Linked DNA regions of Mus musculus: region 2 is linked to region 1. The links are chromatin contacts, called in public ChIA-PET maps. All regions are on one chromosome and are shown on one strand. Each heading gives the region's core, a stretch centred on a gene start, on an enhancer-like site or on the middle of the called end of the contact. The rest is flanking DNA. Distances are from core to core; before and after follow the strand shown. Region 1 overlaps Vipr2 (vasoactive intestinal peptide receptor 2). Region 2 holds the start of Ncapg2 (non-SMC condensin II complex, subunit G2).

What was found. ChIA-PET counts read pairs in DNA pulled down with a chosen protein or histone mark.
Region 2: a contact with region 1 is called in an RNA polymerase II ChIA-PET map of memory CD8 T cells, with 50 read pairs. The contact joins the promoter of Ncapg2 here to the enhancer-like site in region 1. A contact is called at or near these places in 3 of 484 Hi-C or Micro-C datasets (CD4 T cells, CD8 T cells and LSK cells), 3 of 115 datasets of contacts at active chromatin or transcription factors (effector CD8 T cells, embryonic stem cells and memory CD8 T cells) and 3 of 9 other capture datasets (embryonic stem cells, liver and pancreatic islet).

The regions. Positions count from the first base shown.
Region 1 is chr12:116,144,135-116,146,829 of GRCm38.p6, reverse strand. It overlaps Vipr2 (vasoactive intestinal peptide receptor 2), which reads right to left. Exons shown (of 13, transcript NM_009511.2): 13 at 569-2,693. The coding sequence ends at 2,520. Among named protein-coding and RNA genes, the nearest start is that of Gm23732, 28 kb to the left of the region's middle. Within about 2 kb of position 1,344, at least 78 of the 459 cell types and tissues checked have an H3K27ac peak or open chromatin away from gene starts, as enhancers often do. A contact at or near this core is called in CD8 T cells, LSK cells, effector CD8 T cells and 1 more, where this site is marked.
Region 2 is chr12:116,404,122-116,406,816 of GRCm38.p6, reverse strand. It overlaps Ncapg2 (non-SMC condensin II complex, subunit G2), which reads right to left and starts at 1,381. Exons shown (of 29, transcript NM_133762.4): 1 at 1,356-1,381; 2 at 940-1,115. D430020J02Rik (RIKEN cDNA D430020J02 gene) reads left to right here and starts at 1,656. Exons shown (of 2, transcript NR_028421.1): 1 at 1,656-1,850; 2 at 2,174-2,695.

The DNA of each region.
Region 1 (2,695 bases), core at 95-2,594:
CTGAGCACCTCCACATGCACACAGATGTGAACTCCACATAAAATCGACGAACAACCATATACAAATGAGCACATGCACTTACATGTACAACATGTTGTTTCTTAAGCACACATACGTGCACAGGCATGTGCACATCTACAGACACATTTTAGCTTGCTCATGAACAACCATTTACAAATGAGCACATACACATGAGTATAACATGTACTTAAGCATACTAAGCACACATATGCACACAGGCATGTGCACATCACACACACACACACACACACACACACACACACACACACACCCAGACACACACACACACACACACACACTTCTGCTCGCTCTGATGACAAGGCTCGGATTCTGTAGAGCTAAGGGAGCAGATTATGGCTGCAGGGCAGGAATTGCCAGGTATGCTGGACACATCCTCAGGCTGCCACTTATATATCTTGGGTACCTCAGACACAACTTCTTCTATGAGTAATTGTAGGCAGCATGGCCTAGAGTCAGGGCACTCAAGAGTATAGCAGCAGGCAGCTGTGTTCTAGGGCCCCAGCATCATCCATAGCAGACTCTCACACAGAATGAAATAAGGTTTATTGAAGTATATACACAGCTAAGTTCCACTCTGTGTTTGTAGATATTCCACATATAACATGTAAGGTCACATGCTGGTCATATGGTTACTACACCTCTGCTATTGGTGAGTTCCAGCAGTGGCCGCTTTATGATCAGTCCATCTCTTTACCAGGGAAAGGACCCAGCTCTGTTTAGCATTAGCACATGCTGGGCTGAGAGAATGGTGTCCCTGTACATCTGAATATTCCCTGTGCACTCAGTGACTGCTTGTGTTCACATGTTCTACATGTCTCTTCAGGGTCATGGCAGAGTCATACCCAGTTGTTGATAGGACTCTTTCAGATATGGGAGAACTGTGTGTCCTCAGAACTGCTGACTAAGCAGTGAGCTCTGTATGAAGAGAGCCATGGCTGACACCAGGGCTTGTAGCATCCACCTATCGCCACTGCCAACAGCTCTTTTCAGTGTTCCTGAGCTAAGCCATTTACTCCCTATGACTTGTTCTCTAGCCTTGTAGCCCTGGAAGGCAGCAGGGTAGTGGTGTTTTCTAAATCATCTGAGGTGCCTGCCCCATGCAGTTGCAGACAAACTGGAGGCGTTTCAAGCGTTGATGGAGGCAAAAGTCCAGGGGCAGTTCTGTGGGACAGACATTCAGGCCACATGTCAGGCCACGGGGCCTCAGCTAGTCTCTAGATACTTCTTTTCTGTACTAAAGCCCCCACGTACTGGGAGTGGGGCCCCTACTTTGGTGATTTCCTGACCCCGCCAAGACCTCTGGCTCTGGCACAATGGTTGAGATCATTTGTATTCATACTAGCTGGGGCCTACATGCCACAGAAACCACAGGAAACACATTTTGCAGCTCGTTTCCTTGGTGTGTGTGTGTGTGTGTGTGTGTGTGTGTGTGTGTGTGTGTGTGTGTGTGTGTTGGGGGGAAGTTACATAGGCTGTGCCAGAACACTAGGTACAGAACCTACAGTCCTTGCACTGGACCACGACATAGTCTTCCAGGGTCTCTGAGCACTGCAGGGAAAGGCACTCTCTGTCTTCAGCTGCTTTTCCAACCACGACAAGCATTTCCTCAGGTCTGCTTGCCCACAGTTGCAAAAACATCGGAAAAATATGGATTGTTATTGGCAAGTATCGGGTAGGAATACTTGATGCTGTTTTATACTTTGATAAAACAATTCTCTTTTTAAACAGTTTTTAAGATGGCGATTTTCTTTAACAATGCAACAGTTTTCTATTGGCTAGAGAACAAACCCTGGGCTGAATGGACAAGTCACAAGGGCCTTCATGACAACATGGGATCCAGAGCTGCTCACCACTTGTAGGAAGCAGCAGATGCTAAGTGCCTCAGGAGGATATGAGTTCCTGGTTTGGCCAATGAAACATGAATATCCTCTTTGACTTATCTTTGGTCCAGGGAATGGCAAGGGTGTGGCTGTCCAGATGTAGTTCCACAGGACACAACTCAAGGCTAGGGGGACCAGGAAGCTTCTAGGATGAGAAGGTTGCTCTCAACTGCTTTCTATGGTATGCCATAGACTGAGGAGGAATTTCAGAGACATCCATAGGCATGCGTTGGGTGTCACAGGGTGGTGATGCTCAGCTGTTTCTGGACCTGGTTCCCCCTGACAGGAGGCAGTAGGGGAACTGGAATCTTCCTCCTTGTTCTCTTCATAGGTACTAGAATCCAGTTTTGATGTTCACAGCCACCTGGCTTCCTTGCTCTCTTTGAAAGTAGAATATGGCTGAGCCATATTATGAAGAAGATGGCTTAAAGGCTAGAGTTTGACAATAATAATTGGTGTTTCAATCAAGTTACACATGAGGATCAGAGTTAAGGACCAGGGCTGAACCAATAAGGCACCAGACACTGGGGCAGCAGAGGAATCCAGCAAACATATGTCAAACCCAGCAGCACTGACAGCTCTGTACAAGGGACACAGCTAAATGACTGAAGTCTCTGACTGCAGGAAGGACTGGGTGCGGGAGCCACGGTGTATCTGTAGGGCACTTTCTGAGCCATTCCGGGACATGGACCAGCTGTGCAGCCGGTAGTCCCGGCTCCCAGCTTGGGTCAGGCACAGGCCTCGCCATCTTCTTTTCAGTTCACACTGTACCT
Region 2 (2,695 bases), core at 132-2,631, 260 kb before region 1:
ACAATTCTCTCTTGTTTTTCAAGAGAGAGACTTGGAAGTAAAACCACAAAAACAGCCCTGAGGTCACCTGGGAGCTTGTTAGGCAGTGCATCTGTGCCCCACTCCAGCACCCTCCCCTCCTCTGCACACCTACAGGATAATGAGAGCTCTGGGGACCTTGCTCATTCTTCTTCCTACATGTGATCTCCCAGGTAAAATGCCATCCTATTTTACCTTTACACCTGGTGCTACGATGACATACTCAAAACAAAAACCTAACAATACAGTTACAACAAATGATATTTGCAACAGGTCTTCTCATCTTAAGAATAAATTTGAAAATCTCTCATACCTTTAGAAATACAGCAATATGGAGAATTATTGGCATTAATTATAGAGTGTGAATCACAATAAATATGCATTCCTATTCTAAATTGAATAAAAGTAGAAAATAACCTCAATTTGACAACTCCTCATATTAGTAAATTTTAAATATAGCCACTTCATTCCCCGATTCAAATGGCTGAATTGTGAACCATAACTTTTTTGTGATGAATAAAATGGAGAGGGAAAGGTGGGTTGCCAGTATCACCACTTTACTAATTATGGTCACTTTGTTTACTTAAGTACATGTCTTTGGCAACTTAGTATGCCATATAATGTCTACATATGCTACTTACAAACCGTGACTCCGTATCTTGATTTTTCTCTTTCCTTAGTTCATAACTAAGTTGCTCCCTAGATCAGTCCTAGGTATAGGTTCGGGTTCCTCCCTTATGTCAGTGCAAGAATAAATCCAGCGTCTTCACCACCACGTCAGGCCCCAGTTAAGTGTCAACACTGCTGTCCTCCCTAGTCAGCTCCCCAGCCCCGTGCCAGGATCTTCCATGTCATTCTCTGGTCAGGGCTGGGGTTCTCGCTAGTCAACCCGGGTGCAGGTCTTTGGTACTACCTACTCACCCAGGCTCCTTCTCAGGGGTCTTCTCTAGTCAGACTCAGGTCTGCGTCCCCGGTCCTCCGTAGTCTGCATCAGGTCCTTGCCTGAGAGCCTCCCTACTGTGCGCAGGTCATTTTCCGGAGTCCTCGCCAGTCACACTCGGGCCCTCTCCCGGGGTCGTCCTAGTCTGAGGTCCTACCTAGTGAACCCGGGTTCCAGGCTGAGATCCTCCCTGGCGAGCCCCGCTTCTCGGTCTGGGATCCTTCCCAGTCAGCCGGGGGATCCCGCTCTGCCCTCCCGCAGCACCTCCCGCTCCACAAGCGCTCGAAACCGATGGCGGCCGCGGACGTGAGACCCGCGACGGTGTCCGCCGCCCAGCCGCGGTCGCCGGCCGCCGAGTCCTACTCACCTCCCACCCAACTCACCGCGCGGCGCTCACCTCACCACAGACCCATAGTTTCCCGCGCTCGGACCAGATTCAAACACACCCGCGTATACCCCGGACGCTCCCGCCCTCCACCCCGTCACCAGTCGCCGCTCTCACGAGATCTGACGCCGTCCCGGCCACGCCCATATCCCCCACAGCTCTGCAGCCAGGCTCCGCCCCCAAGGCCCAAGCACCGCCTCCTGGGCGTGACTCAGAGCCTCTGGCGGGAGTCTCTTTAGCGCGCTCACGGGATGCGCAGGCGCAGAGCTGCTGGCTGTGTTTCCCGCCCTCCGCCCACACACACCCACCTTCCTTGGGAGCGCTGCTGTTGCTTCTGTGTTCCTTGCCAGCTGCTCGGTGAGACGTCACGCTGATATCAGACGGAGGAGGGAGAGCAAGTCCGAGACTGCTCAAGTGGTAACCAAGAAGATTCTTGAAGAAATCCTGCCTCGGTTCGGGATCCCTAAGGTAATCGGCTCAGACAATGGGCCCGCATTTGTTGCCCAGGTAAGTCAGGAATTGGCCACACAATTGGGGACTAATTGGAAGTTTCTAAGTGTGCTTATAGGCCCCAGAGCTCAGGACAGGTAGAAAGAATGAGTAGGACTTTAAAAGAGACCCTTACTAAATTAGTCATGGAGACCGGCGGAAAGGACTGGGTGACTCTCCTTCCCTTTGCGCTCCTCAGGGTCCGAAACACTCCTGGACATTTCGGTCTTACCCCTTATGAGATTCTCTTTGGGGGACCGCCTCCCTTAACTGAGTCAGGTGGGATATTGGATCTTGGCACTGACTCATCCTCACCCTCTGCTCTTTTTGCTCACCTAAAGGCCCTAGAGGTTGTTAAAACACAGATCTGCAACCAGATCAGAGAAGCCTACACTCCGGGAACCATAGCAGTGCCTCACGGGTTCCAGGTTGGAGACTCAGTCTTGGTCAGACGACATCGCACTGGCACGCTTGAGCCCCGGTGGAAAGGACCGTATCTGGTGCTGTTGACCACCCCCACGGCAGTAAAAGTAGACGGGATCGCTGCTTGGATCCATGCCTCCCACGTCAAAAAGGCACCCAGCCAAGATGAAGACAACTGGATGGTGGCAGCCACTGACAATCCTCTTAAGCTTCGCTTGGGTCACAGGAGTCACCCTGGGCCTAAAGAACCACAACCCACACCAGCCTCTGACTCTAACTTGGCAAGTTCTCGGTCCTGATTCGGATCAGGTCTTGTTTACCACCTCCAAAACAGCGCCGCCAGGGACATGGTGGCCAGACCTAGCCTTCTGCCTCAAACAGATAATTCCAGCTGCTAGAAGCACTCCCCCTAATCTAGTAAGAAGCTATGGATTCTACTG